2 separate regions of the Mus musculus genome follow, and region 2 is linked to region 1. Evidence: chromatin contacts called from public HiChIP or PLAC-seq data. All regions are on one chromosome and are shown on one strand. Each heading gives the region's core, a stretch centred on a gene start, on an enhancer-like site or on the middle of the called end of the contact. The rest is flanking DNA. Distances are from core to core; before and after follow the strand shown. Region 1 overlaps Gm38961 (a long non-coding RNA gene). Region 2 holds the start of Sp6 (trans-acting transcription factor 6).

Region 1 (6,410 bases), core at 1,282-3,781:
GCAGGCTTCCGTTTTGATGTAAGTTGTACGCAATATAAAATGTCACGTGACTCTCCATGGGCATTCAGGTCAATGGTGTCCTTGCTGCTTTATGACATTGTCACTTTCCACTGTGCCTTTTCAGAACACATCTAGCTGTCCTGTCCAGCCTCTTCTCGGCTCTCTCCAACAGCTGCCCTGAAGGCTTGGGGCTGTAGTTCAGTTCTATGTAGAGCACCTGCCCAACGGGCCAGAGGCCCTAGGTTCAAACCCAGCACTGAGTCAAGGCTCTCTATAGAAGAGTGACCTGTTTGAAATCCAATATAAATAAATAAATAAATAAATAAATAAATAAATAAATAAATAAATAAAACTGCCTACTGGCGCTTGGAGTTGCGGGCTGTTTGAAAGAGAAGCCTGCCTTTAAGGTAGCATTTGAGGAGGAAATACTGTAGGGACTCCTTGTTAAACACAGGTTTCCTCTCAGCCTGAGTGATTAGGAGGTGAAAGATGACATGCAGTGGTGACAGACTGTCTGTCAACCTGACGGGGCCGAGGAGAGACACGGCCCCGTATTTTATTTTGTCGTCCAGTCGATCAGTGGGTCTGTCATAGAAACCAGGCCTGACAGCTCCCTTGGCCGCTCCTCTCTCTTTTCTTAACTCCAGAAGCCCCAGCTCCACCATCTATTAAAACATCCTGGGCTGTCAGGGATATTAAAAGGCTCTGTCACTCCTTCTTAAAACAGTCATAAATACAATCTGGGCGCTAGCATTTGGGCAGAAGCCTTGGTGTTAAATGAGAAGGGGCAAATAGCAGAGCTGCCTGCCTTTCTTGACAGCCCGGGAGCCTTAGAACCCCTCCAGATGCAAGAAGGCCTTCCCCAACACCTGCGGGCACCTGGCGCTCTTAAACCCAGAGCACAGGATGCTGCTGGTCCCACACCCACAGGGACCAGCTCATCTCTGCTTCTTCCCGAACACCGTATCTGCTCTTGCCCAAGGAGCCTGCCTCCTCGGCCTCTCCAGACAGTGGGACCCAGGGGAGAAACAGAGGGAAGAGAGACTGAGTGTTTTCTCCAAGTTTACATTTTCTACCTTTTCCTCCCCTACTTTCCATGTGCCAGCTTGCCACACCTTGCTACAAGTCCTTTGGAGGCCATAGTTTTCCCTGAGGCTTCCCATGTGGGCTTCCCAGAGAGCAGGCGAGAGTTTGTCCTCTTGCTAGTGGGAGATCACTGTCACTTATGAATCCTTGAATATCTCCAGACTGGGACACCCTCGATATCAGCCTGAGTATCACCTTCTCTTCCACCTCCAATAAGAGGAAGAGGCTAGATGCTAGCTATCCCAGTTGAGATCACAGAGGCTTTTCTAACTCGCAGAAAGGCTCTTCAGGCCCAGAACTGCAGAGCAGCCATGATCCTTGAGCAAGTTCTAAGTGGATTCTGTCCCTGTCCATTGGCCTGCACACTTACCTGAACATCCAGTTGGTGAAATGTATGAAGTCCTTGCCCAGGACTTTCTGTGTTCACACTGAAGCAGTGCCCAGGATCCTGGCATCTTCAGACAGCTTCCCTGTGGCCCACCAAGGTGTTTAGGCCATATGTGATAATGGCCACAATCACTTCTCACTCCAGAACTTTTACTAACCTTTGATACTTTCTCAACTGTGGACTACGGCTCCCCACCCCCAGCCATGGTCTTCCCGGTAGCTTTTTCCCCCCCAAATACTTCATTTCAAGAACTGCCAAACTTTGGTCATTTTTTATGTTAGGGACCCAGCTTATCTCACTGTGGAGGCCCCATGGGGTTCATGTAACAGCAGGAGACATATTTGCACCTCATAGAAGGACGCCCTCTCTGAGAACGGAAGATACCTCAGAAAGGCACAGGTAAGCGGAACTTAGCTGACATCATATCAATGTTTGTGGATGTTCAGAAGATGGGTGGGGGTCAGATGCCTTGAAGAGTCAGTGATTTGGGACACTTGGTGTGTGTAGGAGCCGGGTGAAGCCTGGCAGCTGTTTGTCAGCTGTCTGCCATGTAGCCACTTTGCCTATTCATTCCCATCATCTCAAAGGTCACAGGCCTAGCTACAGAGTAGTGAACAAGCCATTCTTTGCCCTCACAGACCCCAGGCAGTGTCTGACCCAGCAGGCAGGATGCGGAGGGGAAAAGGGGAAACTTGGGGACCCCCCACCAGCCACTCTAGTAGATCCTGCCTCTCCCCCTGACCCCCTCCCGCTGGCTTCTCCACTTCTCTCTCCCATCTCCTCCCCTTCCTCACCTGCCTTTCTTTCCCCTCTTTGGCTCTCTACCATCCAGAGCCCACCCTTCATCTCCATGGCAATAAAAGGGGAGGTGGGGTGGGGTGGGTTGTGCCCTGTATTTTTAGCCGGTCCATAATAGGCCTTTTCTCTGGAGACACAGGCACTGCCTGTGGAACGAATCTCCGCCTGTTCCTCTGCTCACAAAGGGCCAGCGGAGCCCCTCCCTCTGCCTAGGCTGCCCTCAGTGACCCCGGCCCCGTTTCAGGGTGTGCTTCAGCCCTCCAGGGTCTGCAGCTGGGTCTCTCTCACGGGATCCTACACACAGACAGGGTCACTCCAGCTGACCTCCCTGGAGGACAGAGGTCAAGCCCCCTCTGGGGTCTCTGATGTGATTGGAAGGGAGCTGGGGCGGGAGGAGGAGGAGGGATGTGCGCGGGGAGGGGACCGTCTTTTTTAATGTAGAATTAAATGACTCCTTGTGTCTCCCCTGTCTCTGCCTCTCTCAGGCTGGGTCTCAGGGCCCAGAATCCCACACTTAGGAGTCCGGGCAACTTAGAAATGGTTAGCCTCCTGTACGGGAGCTTGGTTGAGTGAAAGCCTGAGCTATAACAACTATAAAGTCTTGGCAGGGAAGCTGAGAAACTCTAAAGGGTAGTGGGGTCTGCATAGTCAGCCTTGCCTTTGAAGCTGGGCTTTGCTTGCTTTTGAAGTTGGAAAGGAAAAAAAAAAAAAAAAAAAGGAGAAAAATATAGGGACATGGAGAAGAAAGAGCCCTCGATCAATCCAGGGTCTTTTGAAGCCTCCTATCAGCTGAAAATCAAACTCCAGTATAACTAACATTTGTTGTGAAAGTTACAGACATAGAGGATCTATACATATATATCCTCTCTCTCTCTCTCTCTCTCTCTCTCTCTATATATATATATATATATATATATATATGTATATATATACACAAACACACACATATATATACACACATACATACATATATATAATAAAATTACATATATCATATATAATGTAACTTTTTAAAAGATTTCTTTATTTTGTGTATGAGTACACACTATAGCTGACTTCAGACACACTAGAAGGTTCCATTAGATCCCATTACAAATGGTTGTGAGCCACCATGTGGTCTCTGGGAACTGAACTCAGGACCTCTGGAAGAGCAGCCAGTGCTCTTAACTACTGAGCCATCTCTCCAGCCCCCTGGCAGTGTATTTTTTTAATGGAGAAATATTTTAAGATAAAAATGTTAAAATAGCTGGGCATAGTGGTACATGCCTGTAATCCCAGCACTTGGGAGGTGGAGGCAGGAGGATCAGAAGTTCAAATTGACATCATCCTAGGATGCTTAAGTTAGAGCCCAGCCTGGGCTCCATAAGACCCTGCCTCAAGAAAGGTTACCATAGCAACAGAGCAGGTTTCTGCCCATGACCTTAGGTAGGGTCTCCTATTGAGAATATCTCTAGGAGTCTTTCAAAAGAGGCTGCTAATTTTGTTTGCAGTGAAAATGCCCTAACTTCCTGCATCTCTGTGACCAATGCCTGGCTTGAGATATCTCCTGCGTGGCATGCTCACCTTTAAGTGGGAATGAGAGCCGCACGTGGTAGTGTATTCATGTACAAGCCAGGTCCTGCAGTGCTCACCTCTCAGAGACGCACATCCCCCACCCCCACCCCAAGCTGCAGCTGTCCCTTAGGAGCAAATTCTTTAGGGAAAACTAAACAAAAGAAAACATTTTGGGGGGCAGGGTAAGGAGAGGGTATAGGGGAATTTCGGGATAGCATTTGAAATGTAAATGAAGAAAATAGCTAATTAAAAAAGGATTAAAAAAAAAAAAAACGTTTTGGGCTGAAAAGATGGCTCTGTAGTTAAGAGTACTGCGTGCTCTCCCAGAGGCCTGAGTTCAATCCCTATTACCTACACCAGACAGCTCCCTGTAACTGCCTGTAACTTTTTGTCCAGGAAGAATGCACACCTCTGGCCTCTATGTCTTTTAGACAGACATATATGTAAGCATAGTTTTTTTTTTAAAAAGCATTTTCAGTGATAATTCTATTTATCTTGTGTTCCCGAGTGTGGATGTGCATGCCCGGGTGCGTGGGGCAGAGCTATACTGTTACCTCCAGAGCCATTTCCTCTGAGCGCAGGAAGGAGCTCTGATGCTTCATATTGTCAATCAAGCCAGGACACTCTCGATAATTACAAATAAGGTTCCTTCCCTAGAGAAACGTATTCCAGGTCATCCAGTGGGTGGAAACATAGACCAGCACGGCTGGCCAGCCTGGATGAACCACACCTTGGGCTCTTCACTTCTGGCTGTGAGTGTGGCTCTCCTCAGGTTAGAAGCAACTAAGAATCAGAGTAGCTACTGCCTAAGGTGAGAGGCTCCACAACTCCCGCCTGGGAAAACACTCAGAAAAGAACCTGACCACTGGCCCTGCCACACAAGGGTCAGTAGTTGTATTGATTTCTCATCACATCTCTGTGGATCTCATTTCCAGAACTGTGCTCATTCCAAATATTCCAAACCTTTGTCCCTAAGAATCCTTCTCCCTCCCACGCTGGACGCGTATTCTGATTTGGGGTAAGAAATAACACACAGTAACTCTTGTTTGGGTGATGGGAAATCGCCCATTTTGTCCATGTAGACGGAGGCTCTTAATGATGAACACAGCTAGCCCAGAAGGGAGGAACTGGCGCAATACAAAACAGGACCAGGCCAAAGATGGGTTGGAAAGGTCAGAGGTGAGCTGGTGGGCAGTGCCAAACGGTGCTTCTAATCTGCCCGACTTACTACTGGCATCATCTCAAGAGATAATTTAATGCCCTGTGGCCCTGTTCGCTCCCGAAGAAAGAAGACGACAATAACCAACAACACAACCAGCCCATGTTTTATGTGAGCACCACGTGTTTGTTCCCAGTGCACAGTTATTAATATCCTTGTCCCAGTGCCTCCTCCAAAGCTGATCACCACTGAATTATGGGCCCTGAATCTTAGTCCCTGCTCCCTTTACTGCCTTCTGTGATGCCCTGAAGAAGAAAAGAACCGGGCTCTCCTCTGCAGACAGGACCCAGAGCCCAGGACGGGTACCCATGTCCCCAGCTGGGAGCACAAAGAATATGGGAGGCAGGGCTGAGTCAAGGAGCAAGAGAGAAAGGGCCTCTCCTATGCGGTCTGGTGGTGAGAAGCAGCCTGAATGGAGCTCAGGGATGGAGCTCCTGGAAGACTCCTCTTCCACATCTTAAGCTCTAGGATCTAGCTGGTCTTGTTTTCCTAAACTTCACTTTCGTCTGTGAAACAGAAAAATGCTAAAGATCTTCTTTGAGCATTCCATGTGTGTGTGTGTGTGTGTGTGTGTGTGTGTGTGTGTGTGTGTGAGACGAAGAGCATGAGAGGGTCAGAGGGCAACTGGTGAGAGTTGGTTCTTTCCTTCCACCATATGGGTTCCTAGGGCTGAACCCAGGATAGCAGGCTTAGAATGGCAGATGACCTCCTATGCTAGTCTGTCTTACCAGGCTGGCCCAAAATAGAATTTTTTTACAAGAATCAAGCCTTTGTGTTTCTCCTTTTAATTGCATGTGTGCATGTATGTGTGTTTGTGTGTGTGTGCGCGTGCCATACCATATGTATGTGGGTACCCTTGAGGACCAGAACACAGTGTCAGATCCCCCCTGGAGCTTGAGTTACCTAGGTAGTTGTAAAGCCACTCAGAAAGGTACTGGGAACAAAATCTCTGTTCCCTGGAAGAACAGGAAATGATCTTAACCACTGAGTCATCTTTCCAGCGCTCAAAATAGAACATTTTAAAACTTCCCTTTCCCTTGGTCATTTTTTATTTATTTATTTATTTTCAGAGCTGAGGACCGAACCCAGGGCTTTGTGCTTCCTAGGCAAGTGCTCTACCACAGAGCTAAACCCCCAACCCTTTTTTTTAAAAAAATTCTTTTTGTTTATTTTTGGTTTTTGGTTTTTTTCGAGACAGGGTTTCTCTGTGTAGCCCTGGCTGTCCTAGAACTCACTCTGTAGACCAGGCAGGTCTCGAACTCAGAAATCTGCCTGCCTCTGCCTCCCAAGTGCTGGGATTAAAGGCATGCGCCACCACCACCGCCTGGCCCCCTTGATCATTTTTAATCTCTTATAATGTACTAG
Region 2 (6,296 bases), core at 416-2,915, 120 kb before region 1:
CTAAAGATCTAGCCTGGGTGTGGTGATGCAAGTCTTTAATCTAGCCACTCAGGAAGTTGAAGCAGAAGAATGCAGAGTTCCAGGCCAGCCTAGGCTACACAGCAAAAGAAGGAAGGGAGAGAGGGAAGGAGGGAGGAAGAGGGAAATATAAGAAAAAGAACAGGAGATGTTGCTGGGCCTGGTGGGAACCGGCTAATAAATATTCCCAGTACTCAATGCAAGAGCCTGAAACAGAAGGCTTTGGCAGCGTGGGCTACGCAATGAGACCCTGTTTCAAAAGGAAAAAAGAAGAAGAAGAAGAAGAAGAAGAAGAAGAAGAAGAAGAAGAAGAAGAAGAAGAAGAAGAAGAAGAAGAAGAAGAAGAAGAAGAAAAAGAGAAGAGAAAAGAAGAGGAAGAGGAGAGGAGAGGAGAGGAGAGGAGAGGAGAGGAGAGGAGAGGAGAGGAGAGAAGAGAAGAGAAGAGAAGAGAAGAGAAGAGAAGAGAAGAGAAGAGAAGAGAAGAGCTTACAATTTCCACCCCTTTCTCTACTACAAATCTGTGACCATAAGGTCCCAGTCTTCTCTCCATCTCTCCCTAGAGCCTTGGAACCTTGCCCGTGTGGGGCCTGGGGTGCAGGAGGCCAATGATTTAGGGCCTTCCCCAAGCAGGACTCACCTGACCCTACCACCTTCCGACTCTGGGACCAGGGAAGTAGCATTGAAAATCTGGGAGAGGCAAGGAAGAGGAGGACCCGGGTGCCTACTCAGGCTCGGGCTGCCTTACCACAAGAAAGGGACTGGGTGAAGCAGCAGGAACGGAGCCTCAGGCCGGGGCGGGGCGGCCCAGAAGGGGTTGGGGCGGGAGCAGTGAGATTCTGGGACCCTAAGAGCTTTTGGAGACTGGGAACTGCCCCAGGGTCTGGGGGATGGGAAGGCTAGGGTGACCAGGTTGCAGAGGGGCCTCTCTGGACAGAGATCCTGAGCCCAGGCCTAGCGTGTAATGGCCTGCCACCAAGGTTGCACGAAAAGAAAGGAGCGAGCACATCGGCTCTCCAATTGGAGAAAGACGGCAGAGACGCCCTAAGTCCCATTGGATCCGCTGCCTCTCCCGTTTCCCGGTACTCAGGCGGTGGGGACTTCCGTTCAAACAAGGTTTTCAATGTTTCAATCCTCCGGTTGTCCCAGTTGCTCCAGTTTCCCCAGTTCCCAAACTCCCTTGGTCCCTCCCGTCCTCCCGGTTTTTCCTCCGTCGGGGCTCCCAGCCCTTCGGATCCTTTAGGACGTCCCCCTCCCCAAGAAGCCAGCTTAGGCTGCGGTGTTCCGAACACCTTTCCCCACCCACCCCCTGACCCCAGATCTCCGCAGCGCGCACCCGTGACCGCGCGGACCCGGGCTCCTACCTGGCGGCTGCGCTCGGGCTTGGGGCACCGCAGGCTGGCGCGCTACAGACGGGCGCTCATGGGCCCTGCGCGCTGGCCGGCTCTCAGCGGCGTGGGACAGGAGCCGAGGGCAAGCCGGGGCTGCGACCGGGCTGGGTGATCCGCGACGGTGGAGGCAGTGAGAGCCGGCGGGAGGGCGGAGGGCGGGCGGGCGCCGGTGAGCGAGTAAGCGAGCGAGCGAGCGAGCGAGCGAGGCCAGCTCCGCCCGTGACTCACCGCACTCTCTGCCTTCATCCTCTCCCCTGCACTCCTTTTTCCCCCGAACCCGCGGCCCCGCCCACCTCACCTGCGGCCGCCTTTAACCCTTGCAGGCTTGGCTGGAGGCGAAGCCCAGCCCAGCGCGAGGAGGGGGCAGACAAGAAGGATGGCTATCCAGGCCACCTCCCTCCCTCTCCCTCACTCCTCCCAGGTCCCCACCACTTCTGAGTTAAGAGCTTGAGTTGCGAGAGTTTTTTCCCCCGAGTTCGGAGACCCGTCCGATGCCATGGAAATCTAACCCGGAGCTGGCCCGGTCCAGGCGGGGAACAAGATTCAGATCCTGGATGGGACGAAGGACAGAGGGTCCTGGAGAAGCTACCGAGCCTTCTTAAGGCACACGTGGCTACCAGTGCTTTTGACCCACCCGTCCTAGCCGCGCAGTGCTAGAACTGAGTGGGAAAAAAAAGGAAACAGGTTTGAAAACTACGTTTCTGGCCGGCCCACACCCAGCACTAAGCCATGAGAGTTCTATCTTGGCTACACCGTTCCCCCGTCCCTTTCCACCACCACTATGAACTTTCCCCTCCTGGTTTCCAGAGATCCTTCCCCTCTCTCCCGTCACTGGCCTTTCTGGGTGATCACCATGCCCTCAATGTCTTCCTCAGTTTCCGGCAAGCCGGGTACCACAGAAATCCACCTCCTAAACCCGCCGCCTTCCTCCCGGTCCGGGTTGCTCAGCCTGCGCCTGACACCCTCGCTGGGGCGCACTGGGATCAGAGGGTTGGGCGGGCATCTGAAAGGGCCTGGGAAGGAACATTTCAGCAGCGGATTGAACAAGACTTTTTGTCGCGGGCTCTTTCCTAGTCTCAGCTGAGTATACGTTTAGAGAAAGGTCTTTTGGAGGAAATAAGCGCACCCGTGCAAAGTCACATTCTGGTACATTTTCAGCACAGCCACACAGCCACTCAGCTACACAGAACTCTCAGGATCCGAATTGGTGGAAATCCTGAGACACTGCCCCACCCCCAGCTCAGGTGGGTACCAGAGTCCCCCTAACTCTCTGCCCTGATGGCCAGATTAGAAGTAGCTCAGGAGCCTTCCCTGCCGCCTTCAGAGCGCGTTGATCTCCCGAGGTGACTTGTTTGTTTGTTTTGTTGTTGTTGTTGTTTTGTTTTGTTTTGTTTTTTCGAGACAGGGTTTCTCTGTGTAGCCCTGGCTGTCCTGAAACTCACTCTGTAGACCAGGCTGGCCTTGAACTCAGAAATCCATCTGCCTCTGCCTCCCAAGTGCTGGGATTAAAGGCGTTTGCCACCACTGCCCTGCTAAACCCCCCCCCCCTTTTTTTAAACAAACACGGGATTTCAAAGCGATTTTCGTTGTTGTTTCTTTCGTTACCGCTGTTGGCTTTCTCTATGCACATTTTACAGTCAGTTTCCAAAAGTTCTGAAATTAGGCTGATTTAATCTCTCTCTCTCTCTCTCTCTCTCTCTCTCTCTCTCTCTCTCTCTCTCTCTGTGTGTGTGTGTGTGTGTGTGTGTGTGTGTGTGTGTGTCTCGCCCAGGCTGGCATGACTCAGTTGCTCATGCTAGCCTTGAACATACTCGAACATACAGAGATCTTCCAGCCTCAACTTCCCAGCTCCTAGAATCACAGGTTCTCATTTTACTCTGAATAGTTTACCTGCCCTCTGTTCCCGTTTGAGATGCACTGAAGTATGACTTTGAAACAGCTTACCTGAGTCTATGAGGCTTCCGAACATCAATGTATGTGTATAGTTTTCCCAGAGTATGCACGTCTTCCTAGTGGTCAGTGTTCTAGCCATTTGGGCACCTGTGTGTTTTCTAAAACCGGAGTCCTTCACCTGGAGAACCCGGGTACACTCTGTGAGGCTTCCCTGGGGCTTAAATAAATTAATTGTATCTAAAAGAGCAAATTCTGTGAGGTCCCTGCTAGGAACAGAATAAACCCTTAATCATTTTTTTTTTAATAAATGTGTTACATGTACAGAGTAAAAGCATATTCACAAAACCCTTTGGACTAGAAATTCAAGAACCTAAACTCTGAACCCAGTGCTGTATCTAATATGGTGGCCCTCGAGGATTAGATTGTTCTATGCCTCAGCTTCTTCAATTGACCTGGGAGTGAAGGATCGCCATTTGGAAATGGAAGACATTAGGGAGAGATTGGTAGTCAGACAGGAGCTTCCTCTTCCCTGCCTTCAGGATCACATAACAGACTCTTAAGCATCCCTTTGGCTCCTTGTGTCCAAATTCACACTTTTTATCAACACGGTTGGTCCTCCCAGCCTCCCAGTCCTGATTAGTGGGCTTTGTGTTCTCAGTTCATAGGTCCCTCCAGCAGAGTTAGAGGCTCGTCATGTAGGAAGCAGAGCCTGACCTGAGTGACTACTGGAATAACACTAAATAGATCCCTCCCTATGCCAGTCCCTCCTTCCCAGTTGTCCGTAGTCTGTTGCATCTACTGTAACCAGTGGTGGTGTGTAGGTCTCGACCCCTTTGAGGGTGGAGGATCAGATATTTTGCATATCAGATATTTATATTGTGATTCATGACAGTAGCAAAATTACAGTTATAAAGCGAAAGGGAAATAATTTTATGAGGGACTGTATTAAAGGGTCACAGCCTTAGGGAGGATGAGAACCACCGATCTACTGCTCTCTGGGTCAGGCAGGCAAAGATGGTGCTAAGGGCCAGGCGGGCATGAGATAACGCCAGTCTAAGGTCATCTCGAATCCATATATGCATTTAAAGGTGTCAGACGACCTTTTTCCCCACCCCACCCCTGTGCTGCTCATCTTTTCTTGGATAACACCTGGGAAGAGAATGGTAGAAACCCCACCCCAGGTTCACCTTAACACTGCCCCATCCTGGAGCAAAGACCCCACCATTGCTTGTGGCTTGTTGGCATGAGATTCCTGTAGGGAGGTTGCTCCTATACCATTCACCCATACCACCTCTCTACCCTGCCTGTCTCTCTTTCTCTCAGACATCCTAGACTTCGTTCCCTGGTTTCCAACTCATTCGATTTCCCCCACTTACTAGTTGTTTTCCTACCAAATGACAGCTGGTGATCTAACCTTGACTTGACTGCCAAGGCCACCCTAGCCCCTGTTCTCATCCTGACTCAAAACTGAATGGAGGTGTGTTCAGGACAGGGCTCACTTCTCTTTCTTTCTCTCTTTCTTTCTTTCTTTCTTTCTTTCTTTCTTTCTTTCTTTCTTTCTTTCTTTCTTTCTTTCTTTCTTTCCTTCCTTCCTTCCTTCCTTCCTTCCTTCCTTCCTTCCTTCCTTCCTTCTTTCTTTCTTTCTTTCTTTCTTTCTTTCTTTCTTTCTTTCTTTCTTTCTTTCTTTTGTTAAAGTCTTAGACAGATTTTTCCCAAGTCTCTGTCTCCTATAACCTGACAGCCCTCACCTCAAATACCTTTTACTGTAAGTGATTCTTGCTGTGCCTATAGCAGCCTCCTTGGCTGGTATGTTCATCAGAAGCAGCATTTGTTTATTTAGTAGCTACTATATGTAGTCCGGGTACTTACTCCTCACACATGCCTCTAATTCTCACGACATGCAAAGAAGTAATTATTGCTATCATTCCCACTGGACAGATGAGAAAACCAGGGATCAAAGAAGCTAAATGCCCAAGATTACAGACATGTTAAAAGACACAAGAGGAAACTGAGTCCAGATAAGTCAGCTCCAAAGCCCACATTCTACCTGCTGCTCTGTCTGGCTTCACTCTGACAAAAAGTGATGGCCCTGGGGGTTTCTCCCCAAGGTCCCCAAGGTCCCCAAGGTAAACGAGACACAATTCTTTTTTTTTTTTTTTTTTTTTTTTTTTGAGACAGTTTCTTTGTGTAGCCCTGGCTGTCCTAGACCAGTCTGGCCTTGAACTCAGATTTTTTTGAGACAGTTTCTCTGTGTAGCCCTGGCTGTCCTAGACCAGGCTGGCCTTGAACTCAGAAATCCGCCTGCCTTTGCCTCCCAAGTGCTGGGATTAAAGGCGTCCACCACCACTGCCCAGCAAGAGACAACAGTCTTAATAGATCCCTTGGTTCAAAGTCCTAACATCTTGTGTCTGACAGGGTGAATCGATCTACTTGAAATCGCTGGGACGAATCACATTTCACACACATGTTCCTTTCCAGACCTCATGTTGCCTGTGCACTAGGAGGGGCTGGAGAGGTAGCTCAGTTGGCACGGGACTTGCTTAACATGTATGAAGCCTTGGGTTCAATCCCCAGTACCCAACAAAACTGGGTGTGGTGATGAACACTGGAATGTCAGCACTGGGGAGGTAGAGGCAGGGGCTTAGCGACTTAAGGTCATGCTCACCTATACAGTAAGTTTAAGGTTAGCCTGGGCTACATGAAACCCTGTCTCAACTACAACAACAACAACAAACAACAAAATTGTTCTAACAATAAAAACGATCTAATTGAAGTATCGATAGGAAAACTGAACCCTTCAACAGAGAGAGAAAGATAGTTCAAAGTCATCCAGAAAGTTAGAGGCAGAGAAGGCTAGACCTTATCTTTTAGTTTCTGGATTCCTAGTTCCTCACTATTTCCTACACTGGTGACCCTAGACACCCAGCTCTTTCTTCTGTTACTGTTGACTCTCCCAGATTCCTGGAAAACCAGGCAGAGTCCAGATATGGGATCAGA

What was found. HiChIP or PLAC-seq counts read pairs in DNA pulled down with a chosen protein or histone mark.
Region 2: an H3K27ac HiChIP or PLAC-seq map of embryonic stem cells shows a contact between it and region 1, with 5 read pairs. The contact joins the promoter of Sp6 here to the enhancer-like site in region 1. A contact is called at or near these places in 2 of 39 promoter capture datasets (fetal liver and hematopoietic stem and progenitor cells), 1 of 15 datasets of contacts at CTCF or cohesin (embryonic stem cells), 3 of 484 Hi-C or Micro-C datasets (cumulus cells, induced pluripotent stem cells and morula), 4 of 115 datasets of contacts at active chromatin or transcription factors (bone marrow-derived macrophages, embryonic stem cells and stem cell-derived anterior neural progenitor cells) and 3 of 9 other capture datasets (adipose tissue, liver and pancreatic islet).

The regions. Positions count from the first base shown.
Region 1 is chr11:96,895,697-96,902,106 of GRCm38.p6, reverse strand. Gm38961 (a long non-coding RNA gene) reads left to right here. Exons shown (of 3, transcript XR_880184.2): 2 at 1,756-1,873. Among named protein-coding and RNA genes, the nearest start is that of Gm38961, 3.6 kb to the left of the region's middle. RefSeq lists an enhancer at 1-394. Within about 2 kb of position 2,531, at least 38 of the 459 cell types and tissues checked have an H3K27ac peak or open chromatin away from gene starts, as enhancers often do. A contact at or near this core is called in embryonic stem cells, induced pluripotent stem cells and stem cell-derived anterior neural progenitor cells, where this site is marked.
Region 2 is chr11:97,014,111-97,020,406 of GRCm38.p6, reverse strand. Sp6 (trans-acting transcription factor 6) reads right to left here and starts at 1,665. Exons shown (of 2, transcript NM_001363230.1): 1 at 1,380-1,665.